Regions from separate parts of the Zea mays genome. Here region 1 is linked to region 2. A link is a contact called in public Hi-C data. All regions are on one chromosome and are shown on one strand. The core of a region is the stretch at or near the end of the contact, and the rest is flanking DNA. Distances in the headings are between cores, read along the strand shown.

Region 1 (6,276 bases), core at 2,963-5,462, 280 kb after region 2:
GTCAAACGAATATGCTAAATTCGGTACGGAATCTTCTCACAGGCAGTCTCTTCTCAAAGCTTGTCAGCGTCACTCCCCATGTCGAGGGGACGTCTGAAAAAATGGAACCATAATTCCTGCACAAGCCCATCGGTAGATTAATGTGTAGCCCGGAACGTAGAGAGTGCAGAGTGCAGACCCTGGCTTTGGTGACTGTCTTCACGAGGAATTTCTGTGAACCGTCTTTGCGTGTGTGTATGTTGAGCTGAAACGTTGCGCTCCAACAATTTGACTGGTTCGGTTGTTACAATATCCACTTGCCTTGCATCGATGTAAAATCACAATTATCTAACTTTTGAAAGAAAGAAAAACTCAGTAGCATGCCCAGAAATCTGACACGATGAATTCTCCAATCCAGCTTCATCAGAAAGAGCTCAGGGGGAATCTTACATTATAAGGTCTAGTCTAGGAGCTACAAAACCAAAATGGATTAGAGGGGCTAAAATCCACTTCTTATTTAAATTTGAATAAGGGGATTTTAGTCACTCCAATCCTATTCGGTTTTGTAGCTCCCAAACTAGCCCTAAGAATGCTACTCCAACTTAAAAAAAAAAAAGCCCAGAGGAGAGCATAGTTACAAAGTTGGCAACAAAAGAACAAAATAATAATTGGAAGTAAAGTTCTAGCTTAAGCTAGATTTTAACCTATGATGCTCTGTTTTCTCAGGCTTACATGAAAAAAAAAGTACTAGCCGGATTCTCAGTAATTCTGTAACAGCTTCATGATGTTCTGGAACATCGGCACGAGGGACTAGCCAGATTCCGAGTAATTCTGTAACAGCTTCATGATGTTCTGGAATATCGGCACGAGGGCCACGAGTGCGATCTCAAGATGCTCCGAGCTGTTGAGGCGAATCCCGACTTGGCCAGTCCCCTTGTTGCTTAGATTAGCGTGGCCAACCAAGTTGCTAGCTCTTCCAGCGGGGATCTGAGACTGGATGTTGCAGCCAATTGCCAGATCCCCGTGCCAATCCACAACAGATAATGCAACAGTGGAAAGCATCCGCCCAATCGGGTAATCTTTGTCTCTCATCGTTGCTTCAAGGCGGCCTCCATAGGCCATGTCTCCCCTCCCACTCATGGCCCCGCTGCTAACCAGGACCCTAAGCTGCTTGTTCACTATCAGTTTGTCCTCAATCTTCATACCAGCTGATACTGAATCCCCAAGAAGCGTAGCAGATATCCCAGCAGATGTATTGTTGCGCCTGAAGTTCTTAAATCTCGATTCGCCACGGATTGTGTATGCCATATCCCTGCCGACAGACTGCAAATCAAGCCCAAGTGAAGTAGTCTTACCTTCAGCATGCTTAATTGAACTTGCAACCTCCATTTGCAGGGAGCAATCCTTCTTGTCTTTTGTAAGCTGGCCAGACACTGATAGAGGAACTTTACCTTTTACGGCAAACAATCTTTCAACATTAAGTCCCTCGTAACCAACATCATGGTCCCAGCCCTGTGTTTCCAATACAGGTCTGACAAGCCATTCACTTGGTGTATCCAGGAAACGATAGCGATGGCTAGGGTAGTCAGAATCAAAAGATGAGGGCAGTACCATGTCAGGCATAGGCACTGAAACATTAGTTGGAGTAGTAGCATCATCTTCTAGGTTGCTGTTGCTGAAATCATTTGCACGAGCACTGGCTTCTGCTGCCATTTTCTTCATCAATTTACGACGTTTTCTTTCCTCTTTCAGCTGTTTTTGATAGAACAACTTCTCTCTGTAATCTAGCTCCTCAAGATAGGCCTTCCTCTGCTCCCTGTTCAGCTTGGCAAGCTGAGCTTTTGTGAGACGCTTAAATGGAGGTAAATCATCATAATCTGAACCATCATCTGAATCAGAATCATCTGCCAAATCATCTTCAAGATCATCATCATCACCACCAAATTGCTCCTCTGGTAACTTCAGTGGGGCACGAGACTGAAGAAGGGAAGAGAGGAGGAAAGGCAGTGGAGGAATCCTTGTACGAGAAAGTTTACCAATGGGACTATCCTGCAACTTAAGGAGCACATTGGCTTCTGCTAACACCTTTGAAGCAAAACAAAGCAGCAGTAACTGTGGCTTCCAGACTTGTCCATTTGGCAATACCCTCTGGCCAGCCCTATTTGTCCTGCATGCTGAGTGGTTTTCCACGAGGGATACTGGATTCATAAGGCGTACATCACCAGCAGCTTGCCTTATAGCTTGTTGCACTACATGAGATCTCTGGGTGACAAACATCTCATAGCTCAGAGGAATTCCATTCTGCCCATCTGGTGGCGCAGATGCAGCATGAGTTAACACGACAATGGCATTAAACCAAACCGATGCTCCAAACACTTTTGTGATGGTTTGCAGCAGAGGGACGTCACAATTGTCCCTGCTCTGCATATCCAACCTATCAAAATAAAGAACAATATCTGGAGGGTTTTTGCTAATAAGTCTCTTGACAGAGTTGAGAACCTTCTGGTTGCGGTGTTGTTCTAAAGATGAGCAGGAAAGTCCAGGTGTATCAATCACTTTCACTTTGATTCCCTCAACCATACCAACTACTTCTTGAACCTTCCTAGTACTAGAATCAAAAGCGTTTGTATCCAACCTGGTATCATCAAAAACTGAATTAATGGTAGCACTCTTACCGACCCCAGTTTTACCAAGAACCAAGATGGTGCATGAAAAATCAAGGGGCGCATTTCCAGCAGCTTCAAGGCGTTCTGCCATGTCTCTTGCACGGTCAATGCTAAATGACCCATTAGAAGTAGTTCTTCTAAGTTGTTCTGCCAGCCCAAGCCGGTACAGAACCTGTGAAACGACCATATTATGATATGTTTGCCCAAACCTGTTAGCAAGGCGAAGAAACTTAACCCGGATCATTTGAAGCTTTTCATGGATTTCATCATTCTCGTCTCCATCATCCTCAGTAGCCCCCTGGGTTCCCCTTTCCACAATGGCTGGCCTGTTGGCATGGACCTGTTGAACAGAACGAGCAGGAGGCTGTGACAGGGAAGACGATGATCCAAGGCCAGCAGGACGAGATGGCAAAGAGGGACCATTAGTAGAACGAGCAGAAGCAGCACTGCTGGATTGCGCAGGTGTAGAACTACCGCTTGAGAATTGTGCAGGAGGAGCAGAGGTGGCGGTATTCTCATCAGCTGAGGAGCTTGAGTCATCCAATTCCTCAATGGCAACAGCAGGCTCAGCTGCAGAATGTGTGACTGTCCCTGGCCTGCTATGTGAGGAAGCAATATCTTCCGTGCTCGTCCCTGGCTGCTCTTTGCTTTGATACACCAAAGTACCATCTTTTACATCTTCATACTCGCTCCCAGATTGTGCAGCGACCTCAGCCTTGTTATCACGAGTTGCAAAAAAGTTATGGTCCTTGTCTAACCTCTCCTTTTTACGATCAGCCAAAACAGCTGCGGTCACGTATTCCCTGATCGATTGCCCCATGGCATTCTCCTCCACGTGATCTTGATTCACATCATCGGCAAAGCTTTCCTCCACGTCAATGAAACGGGGAGTATCGTCCTCGTCCCACTTGTCTGCCGCAAGCTGTCCTGTTTCCAGCACCGCTCTGGTGTTCGGCGTCACCATTGGCTGGTGATCGCCCGCCGCCACCGCACCGGGCGGCATGTCCCCTTCATCTCCGCCCTCCACCACCACATCACAATCTCCCTCATCCGCCGCAGTGGCTGCCTCGGCGACTCCGCCGTTCTCGCCCGCCCGATTCTCCGAGCGCCCTTCACCGACGCCACCGCCGTTCTCCATGGATCACACCCGACGGCTGCGGAAGGAGCGAAACCCTAGTCCGACATCAAGAGGAAACGGAACGGATCAAACGACAACAACAGGAGGTAAAAAAAACAAACATACAGACGTTCAATTGCAAGCGGACGGGGACTGGAACAATCTATCTAGACAAAAATACATACAAAAAGATTGTGGTGAACGGATCCGGAAGGAGGTGGCGGCTACCAAACCAACCTGGTTGGAGTTGGAGGCAACGGCGGCGTGGGCAAAAGGGATCGATTAGCGCGGCGCTGTCGCGACCAGGAAAAGGAAGGAGGGAGAGAGAGGCAGCGGCGATAGAGAGAATAGAAAGAAGTCGCAAACTCGCAAGCCGGATTGGATGCCTCCGCCGATTTTACTGGGCTCTGCTAAAACCCTGGAGATCTGCGGGGCCAATTCACCGTGGCCTGAAGCAGTCAGCTAATTACGGGCCCAGCTTTTTAAAAGGAAATTCGGGCCCGCTGACTCAAAGAATAAATTTAGAATCGCGAAAACAATTTTGCAGTAATGTAATTATTTTCAAATGAAATATAATACCACAAATGAAAACTCAAGGCGACCAAATGCTTATCTTGGCGCTTTCATATTGTCCTACGATAACTATATGCATTCATAAACACAAGTCGACCAAATGCTTATCTTGGCGCTTTCATATTGTCCTACGATAACTACATGCATTCATAAACATCAGGTTATGCAGGCAAGTGTCTCTTCCATTATCTGCTTGGACATATTTGACAGGTTCTTGTTAGAGGCTGTGGTTAGCTACTTATCGTGTAAAATATCGTGTAAAATAGGAGATTTGCATTGTATATATTTGCACGGTAGATTGCACTGTTTGCAGAGTAAAATTAAAAAAAAAATAAGGCAAGTGATAGGATAGCCGCCGGAGACAACCTTATATTGTTAGATTTACGTAGTACTTTGTCTGTTATAAGGCATTGCAGAGAATCAAAGTATTTTAAAATTGATCAAAGTTATATAGAGAATTATAAAGATTTATAACATCAAATATATATACTATGTAAATATACTAAATAAATAATTTAATTTGGTATCATAAATATTATTATTTTATTATATAAATTTAATCAAATTTGGTTTTTTAAGAAAGTTGAATAGACTTATAAGAGCAACTCCAAGAGGCTCTCTATATTCTTCCTAATTTATATGAATAGAGATTTTTGTAAAAAATATCTTCTAACAACTTATCTAAATGGTTATCTAAATATAGCCATCTTCTATTTCGATTTTCTCGCTATCCAAATACAGAAAACATGAGTGGCTCTCTATAGTACAAATAAGATATAGAAAGGTTGTTGGAGATTAAAAAGATATAGAAAGTGGTTTTTATGCAAATGCTTCTCCAAATGATAACTTAAAGAGTAAAATTTTTATGTTCTGTTGGGTACAAATAAGATATACAATTTTTATTTATGTTTGAGTATAAAATATAAAACACAAAGATATGTATGTTCTGTTGGCTAGACATGTGTGAATGTGGTTTTGACCGTTTGAAGCCAACAATCATAGTTCAAATCCTGCAAGGAGGGATGGTGCCTCTTTGTATAGGAGGGGAAAGACTAAAATATGTTCGGTTATATGGGCTAAAGTTTAGTATATGTCACATCGAACTACAGAGTAAAAAGTATACACATATTTATAAAATTTATTTTTAGAAGTATTCTACCATATATACTAATAATAAAGTATGAGTCGTACTTTTATCGTGAAGGGGACCGTGAATTCCTTGCAGGGCTGCGGCGATTCGGCTGCGCTGCTGTATGAATTGTTTCGTGAACCTGGGACTCAACTCGAACTCGAACCACTACGTCGCCTGCCTCCTCATCTTCCTGCTGCATTTCACCCCCTAGTTGTTAAATTCATCCAATTCTAATTCAAATAGTAATTGTGAAGGAGAACAACAGAGCTGCACAGATGGCGAACAACAATAAGTCATGCTGCTTCTCCGGGAGCTCTTTGAGTTTTGAGCTTACAGTTGGCAGATCAGCTTTTCTTCCAATTTAAAGATATATCTTATAAGTCTGTGTTAAGTGCTTAATACCATGCATGTGTGATCCGCATTGTTGTCATGCTCATGAACACGAGCAGGCAAATGTATGGTAATATTGGCTAGTGGATAAGCTGTCTTGTTCACTATATCCCAATGCTGCAATTTGCATTTATTTGTTATGTCTCGGTATATACTAATGCATGGTTTTGCTTTAGTGTGTCTCATTGTGGTTCCTAGCATTAGGTGATAAATGCTTGGTGACCAATTAAGGTTTACCATATGAAGACTACTTGTACGAGCTTAACTACTAATCATACTATTTCAAGTGATTGCACAGTTCAGATCGGATACCTTTGTCCTTCAGAAGTAGAATAGCTTGGGGCGGCGGGGGCGGGCGCAACGGTCGCAGTGGGTCGCCGGGCTTGGGGGCGCCGCCGGGGCGGGGCGGAGGCGCCGAC
Region 2 (6,637 bases), core at 787-3,286:
ATCAGCTACCACTTGCCTTGTGAATTTTGAAAATAATTGAGATAGAACTTTTGATTTATTCAAAATACTCTTATTGCAAAATTTGGTCTCTTGTGGGGGAGAATTTTGATTATGTGAAAAAGGGGGAGTTTTATAGGAAAATGAATTTGATTTGCAAAAACAAACCAAGTGGTGGCAAAGAATGATCCAAATATGCCAAATTAGAGTCAAAAACAATTTGGTCCTCATTTGCATTGATATTGCACTTATTTTGGTTGCTTTTTGAGGTGTTGGCATAAATCACCAAAAAGGGGGAGATTGAACGGGAAATGTGCCTTTGGGCCATTTCTATAATGTTTTGGTGATTAAGTGCCCAACACATAATCTTTGAGTTGTTATGTGCCAAACAAGCAAGAAGTGCAAATCATGTAACAAGGTACGTTTCTAGAGTTAGTACATTGTTTTAAGTACTAACATATTTTGTCTAAGTGCTATAAACAGGGAGAAAAGAATTAGAAAAAGACTTGGCTTCGTGCAGCCAAATCTCAGCTCAGTCTGGCACACCGGACTGTCCGGTAGTGCACCGGATAGTTTCCGGTGGTGCACCGGACAGGGTCCGGTGCGTCAGGCTGTCTCCGGTGAATGGTCGCTCTCGGGAAAAGTTTAGCGGCGTACGGCTATAATTCATCGGACTGTCTGGTGAGCCAACGGTCGCCAGAGCAACGGTCGGCCGCGCAATCCGCGGACGACGCGTGGCCCGCAGCAACGGTCGGCAGGGGGCACCGGACTGTCCGGTGTGCACCGGACAGTGTCCGATGCGCCAACTGCCACCGAGGACCAACGGTCGGATGCGCCATAAAAGGAAGGAGATCGCGCACCAGACAGCTACAGTGACTGTCCGGTGGTGCACCGGACTGTCCGGTGCACCACCCGACGGAAGGCAAGTTTGGCCTTCCAAGTTGGCCTCCAACGGCTTCTAGCTGCCTTGGGGCTATAAAAGGGGCCCCAGGCGCATGGAGGACTCACCCAAGCATTCACTAAGTATTCTAAGGCATCCAAACTTCGCTCCCATGCATTTGCTTCGTTGTGTTAGAGATTTGAGCTCTATTTGAGTCGAGGACTCCCTGTGTTGTCATTTGAGCTCTAGTCTTCACTTGTGTGCGTGGGTGTGCTGCGTATTTGAATCTTGTGTGTGTTGCTCTTCCAAACCTTACTCTGTGCATTCTTTGTGATATCTATTGTAACGGTGAGAGACTCCAAGTTGTGGAGATTCCTCGCAAACGAGATAAGACTCTAAAGGAATAAAGATGTGGTATTCAAGTTGATCATTGGATCGCTTGAAAGGGGTTGAGTGCAACCCTCGTCCATTGGACGCCACAACGTGGAAGTAGGCAAGTGTTACTTGGCCAAACCACGGGATAAAATCGTGTGTCTCTTGTGATTGCTCTCTCTGTGATTATTTGTGTTCACAAGAACTCGCTTCAAGTTATTTAGCCGTACTAACACTCATAACTAAGTTTTATGGCTATTAGTGTTTGAATTTTATAGGATCACCTATTCATCCTCCCTCTAGGTGCTCTCAGTTTGCTAAAGATCATATGTTCATAATATATTATTTGAACATTAAAATTAATCTAAATATGAGTTTGATGTGAATTTAACATTTTGGACTATATTTGCAACCACTATCCAGATGGAACCATCATAGATTTGAGATAAAGGTTTCCTTGATGAAGGGGGAGAATTTTCAAAAGGTTTTTCAAAATTGACACATCAACTTTCATCTATGAAATCATGTATCCTGAGTTTCACCTGGATGAAAGCTTCTCTCCTTCCATTAAACTCTCTGTATCTCTCTGATCATAAATATCGTGTCATATCATTAAATATGGTGATATGTCATCTAATTTAATGAAAATAAAATTATGATAAAACTTTCATTAGGAATGGCCTAATAAAATAAACTGTAAGTGGGTCCTGTTGTCGTTTGCTCCTTGTTTATGGCCCTATCTTATTTATTGTCCTTATTAGTCGCGCGTCCCATCCCAACCCAAGCCACAGAGCCGTCCGAATCTGCTGCCAGAATGCGGTGGTTCTACCGCAAAGGCTCATCGGGCTTCTCCAGCGCCTCCACGGCTGAGGATGTCACCGCCGGCGTCGACGGCCAAGGTCTGGTCGCCGTCATCACAGGTACTTAAAAACACGCTTCTATGCTAATCCATTTAGCTTCCACCCCGCCTCTGAGCTTGGCGACAAAACATCCAAGACGTATTTCAACGGGAATGACTGCCACTATGGGCCTGAGCCTGACTGGAGTTGAAACGGCGGCCACCAAATCCGGCCAGCTTCGGGCTAGTCGGACTCCGAGATTTTCATTTGCAGCGAAGGAATGCCGGTGTTGAGCTGAGACTACGTACCTGCGCAGCGCAGGTGCGTCGAGCGGCATCGGGCTGGAGACGGCGCGTGTCCTGGCGTTGCGCGGCGTGCACGTCGTCATGGCCGTCCGCAACGTCTCCGCCGGGCTCAAGGCCAGGGAGGCCATCGTGGCTAAGATCCCCGTCGCACGGATTGACGTTCTGGAGCTGGACCTCAGCTCCATAGCTTCCGTAAGGAGATTCGCCTCCAATTTTGACTCTCTAAACTTGCCTCTCAGCATTCTCATGTAAGTACCAATCCTACTACTTCGTCGTGCCACTGCTATCACGAGCTGTCAAAAGCCAGCCTAAAATCATAGTAGTATGTGTTTGGCTGGTTGACTTGGTGTTCTTTTCGACAGCAACAATGCTGGAGTGATGACAAGGAGCTGCACACGTTCCTGCGACGGCCTGGAACTGCATTTCGCGACAAATCACATTGGTGTGTCCTCTTATACCAGTACACACTACAGCTAGCCTTTGCTAAGCGTATTGTTCGAATTCTAACTACTTTCTTTGTGCGACATCTCTTGTTTACATTATTCTGTAGAAGAGTATCCCTTGCTCGTCTTATGACCTATGAGAATGATTCCTGATAATGCACTAGCGATTAACCGGGATATATATATGGCAGGCCATTTTCTTCTAACGAACCTCTTGCTAGAAAACATGAAGAAGACATGTAGGGACAGCGGTATCGAGGGACGGATTGTCAATTTGACATCTTCGGCGCATTCCATAACCTATCGTGAAGGGATATGTTTTGACAAAATTCATGATCCATCTAGGTAATCCATTCTGAGACTAATCTGAACTCTACTGAAACGATTGATTATGTTTCTCATAAACGATACCAACAAGTTTGTTGTTTTGACCTTACACAGTTTGAACGACTTTGTTGCTTATGGGCAATCCAAGCTTGCCAATATTCTTCATTCTAATGAACTGTCTCGAATACTCAAGGTATCTCAGGCCTTTGTTACTGAATAACTATTGGTACATATGAATATATGAACTGCACAATAAAGAAAGAGGTTATCTTCTTGAACAGGAGGATGGAGTGAATATTTCAGCCAATGCAGTTCATCCTGGTGTCATCATGACTAACCTTTTTAGGAACAGGACTATTGTCTCTGGTATTTCCTCAAGTCTTGCAATCAGTTTTATTTATCATATGAGTAGCAGAATAGGGAAGGGTTTGTAGCTTCTGAAAAACATTTACATGGATCTCAAGTTAAAATATCATAGGTAACTGTTATCCCTACCTTGCAGCTTTACTGAACTCCATTGGAAGAATCATATGTAGAACAGTTGAGCAGGTAGGTTTTCACCTCTTATTTTACTGCTGGCGCATTTGCAGATCATGCACTGATCCTAATCAACTTTGTTTCATCTTTTTTCAGGGTGCTGCAACGACATGCTATGTTGCAATGCATCCTCAAGTGAGGGGGATAAGTGGAAAGTACTTCACCAATTGTGATGTAGCCAACCCGAGCTCACAAGCTTCAGATGCTGAGTTGGCCAAGAAGCTATGGCAATTTAGCTTGCAAATTGTGTCTTCTTGATCTAGTGCTTATCTGAACAAGCGGTGCACAAATTGATGTGCTAAATTGCAGATGCTTAGGCTCTCTTCAGAACAAATGGAAAACCATATGAATTTTTTAGATCAAAGGCATTCACCCGGATTTATTAGAAAACCATAAGTATTTTGGATGACTACAATCCTGTAGGAAAATGTATGCCCTTTTGGAAAAAATGATTGCTTCCTATGAGATTCCTTGTATTCCTATAATGATGCATGAATTCATATTCCAAAGAAAATTTGGAGGCAAACAAAAATAAGGTTGGACCTTATAGAAACTTCCCTTTCTGCTCCTCTCTCTTTGGTTGAGTTCATCTGTTTTTCCTATGTTGCATCCACCTGTGTTTTTCATGTTCCTACGTTTTGAGAATTTTGAGTTTCAGGGGGGCCCTCGTATTGCTTCACTTTACGTATGTATGTATTGCCACCAACATCAAATTTGAAATCCAAACGACCACACAATCACATGATTATTGCATTTTTTACCCCCACAAATCTCAAATAAAACGGTTGAATAGTAAATCTAAAATCTCGAGGACATGCTTGTATAGCATTTTTGTTGTTGTGAAAGTTAGCAGTTTCCTCACATGACACAGAAGCATAGAGTAGCTAAATAGTAGCCGGAACAAGTCAATTTGCCATGATCACTCCGTCCGAAAAAATGCCTTTAGGCCAAAAAATCATAAACTGACTACAAATATGCGGTCTGAAAGGTGATTTTATGGCTTTTGATTACTTCATAAACTTTGATTCCTTTCTACAATTCTTTCAACTCTTCAATTAATGGTTTTAATATCACGTTAAGCTTTGGTCCAAGATATTCGAGGCCTGATATGATGAGGGAAAGAAATATAAATTCATACTTCACGCAAAGAGATAGAGGAAGGCTATATGGAATAGTAAACACGGGTCAACATGAGTACAATGTGGTGGTTTGACTCTAAGGTGTGAAGCCATCAATCACTCTCTCCAATATGAATATTTCTCGCATCCTTAGCAAACTCTAGAACAAAGTTGTCTAGAGCCTTCCATGTGTCTCCATCTAAAGGGTGCACTATCATTTCTTTGCTCTCTCGCTCACATTTCTTGTGCCACCGTATGTGCATGTGCATGATTGTTCTTTTATAAAGAAACAGTCATTTTAGTCGAGGTGCAATAGGCATGTAACGAAGTTGCTTATGAAAAACCTCCATTGTAATTGTTTCACCATCATCATTTATGACCTCGATGTACCTTGTTTTGCCATATTTTAAGCACTTGTATTTTGTGCTTCTTCTAGAGAAGCATGCAATTATCTAGATAGATATCAATCTTCTAGTAATGTATATCGAGCCCTTTAAGTACTTTTTTAAATTTGTACATATCTTTAGGCAGTTTTATGAGGCTTCAAAAGAACATCCCAAAAAAAATCATAAGACCATTGTAATAATTGTTGGAGAAAAAATCTACTTAATAGCCATGATGCGAGGCATAAAAGCATGTAAGGACATTTTTGTGTGTTTATGTAATGGCTCTTTCAAAACTTTGAGAAGCCTAAGAAACTCCTTAACCTCCAACATCGGCTCGTCTCCAATGTTTAGGTTAAATTTTGGTAGCATATCTTCAAGCATCCCATCCATCCTATCGATGCCCATGCTATTACTATCTTCCTCTTCTACAAAAACTATGGTGTATTTCTCATTGTAAAGCACTCACATTTCATAATCTTCCATGGAACCATTCTCACATAGGTGTTTACTAATTGTGGTCTTGTCAAATATCTTTGCATTCTAGCACTTGTTGCATGGACACCGGAACTTATTGATAGTCGACAAAGAAGTTGTATGGTTGATAAAATTGTTAGTCTTAGTGATCCATTCAACTGACTAAGCTTGACTTCTATTCTAACTATCATACATCCACCGATAATCCTCTAACATATTTGAGGCTATAGAATAAAGCAAGTTACATAATGTTGAATGATTTATATTGTCTATAGATAAGGATATGTTCTAAACCCATCTAAAAGTGATCGATGTAGCATGGTATTTATAACAAGTCTATAGGGTTCGAACGGAATTCTGGCATTATAACCCCATTATTCGCCACCTACATGCCTGAACATGGTTTAGTGGAGAATAATGTATGTTATGCCATTAAATTTCATTTGAATCGCATAACTCGTCATAAATAATCATGTTATGTCAGTCACTCGGAGGCTATCCAAATAAGTGACAATTTTGGACAGGCAAATCTCACATTTTTTGACATACGTGAGAAGTGATATCCAAAATGGATGACCCATATGTTTTATTACTCTACTGATGTAGTACTAAAACAGTAATATACTAACATAATATTAAAATAATTAAATATTTCTTGGTGGGATCGAGTCATACCTGTTTGTCATTGACAGAGGATGTGGCGTTAATGGCGTGTAGGCATACAACGACGCGGGTATGTGGCGTTGCGGCCACGACGACACCAGTTGCGTGGAGGTAGCGAGTCAGGAACGACTACCTATAGAAGGACTACCTATAGAAGTAGAAGATCAGTATGATGAATCTGTTACCTACTCAGCGAGATGTTGATGTATTCTAGTTACCTAACTAGCATTTTAATATTTCTATCAAATACTAATGCTTAATATATAAAACAATATTTATAATTGACCATAGTTGCG

Evidence for each region. Hi-C and Micro-C count contacts between places; a contact is called where the count stands out from the background.
Region 1: a contact with region 2 is called in a Hi-C map of tassel, with 3 times the contacts expected there. The contact joins the promoter of LOC103637626 here to the promoter of LOC100192507 in region 2. A contact is called at or near these places in 2 of 25 Hi-C or Micro-C datasets (ear and tassel).

The regions. Positions count from the first base shown.
Region 1 is chr1:89,047,507-89,053,782 of Zm-B73-REFERENCE-NAM-5.0, forward strand. It overlaps LOC103637626 (translocase of chloroplast 120, chloroplastic), which reads right to left and starts at 4,213. Exons shown (of 2, transcript XM_008659946.4): 1 at 3,948-4,213; 2 at 373-3,818. The coding sequence starts at 3,783. The coding sequence ends at 790.
Region 2 is chr1:88,773,488-88,780,124 of Zm-B73-REFERENCE-NAM-5.0, forward strand. It overlaps LOC100192507 (Short-chain dehydrogenase TIC 32 chloroplastic), which reads left to right and starts at 2,037. Exons shown (of 8, transcript NM_001176883.2): 1 at 2,037-2,169; 2 at 2,410-2,641; 3 at 2,756-2,835; 4 at 3,028-3,181; 5 at 3,278-3,356; 6 at 3,445-3,529; 7 at 3,666-3,712; 8 at 3,797-4,210. The coding sequence starts at 2,064. The coding sequence ends at 3,958.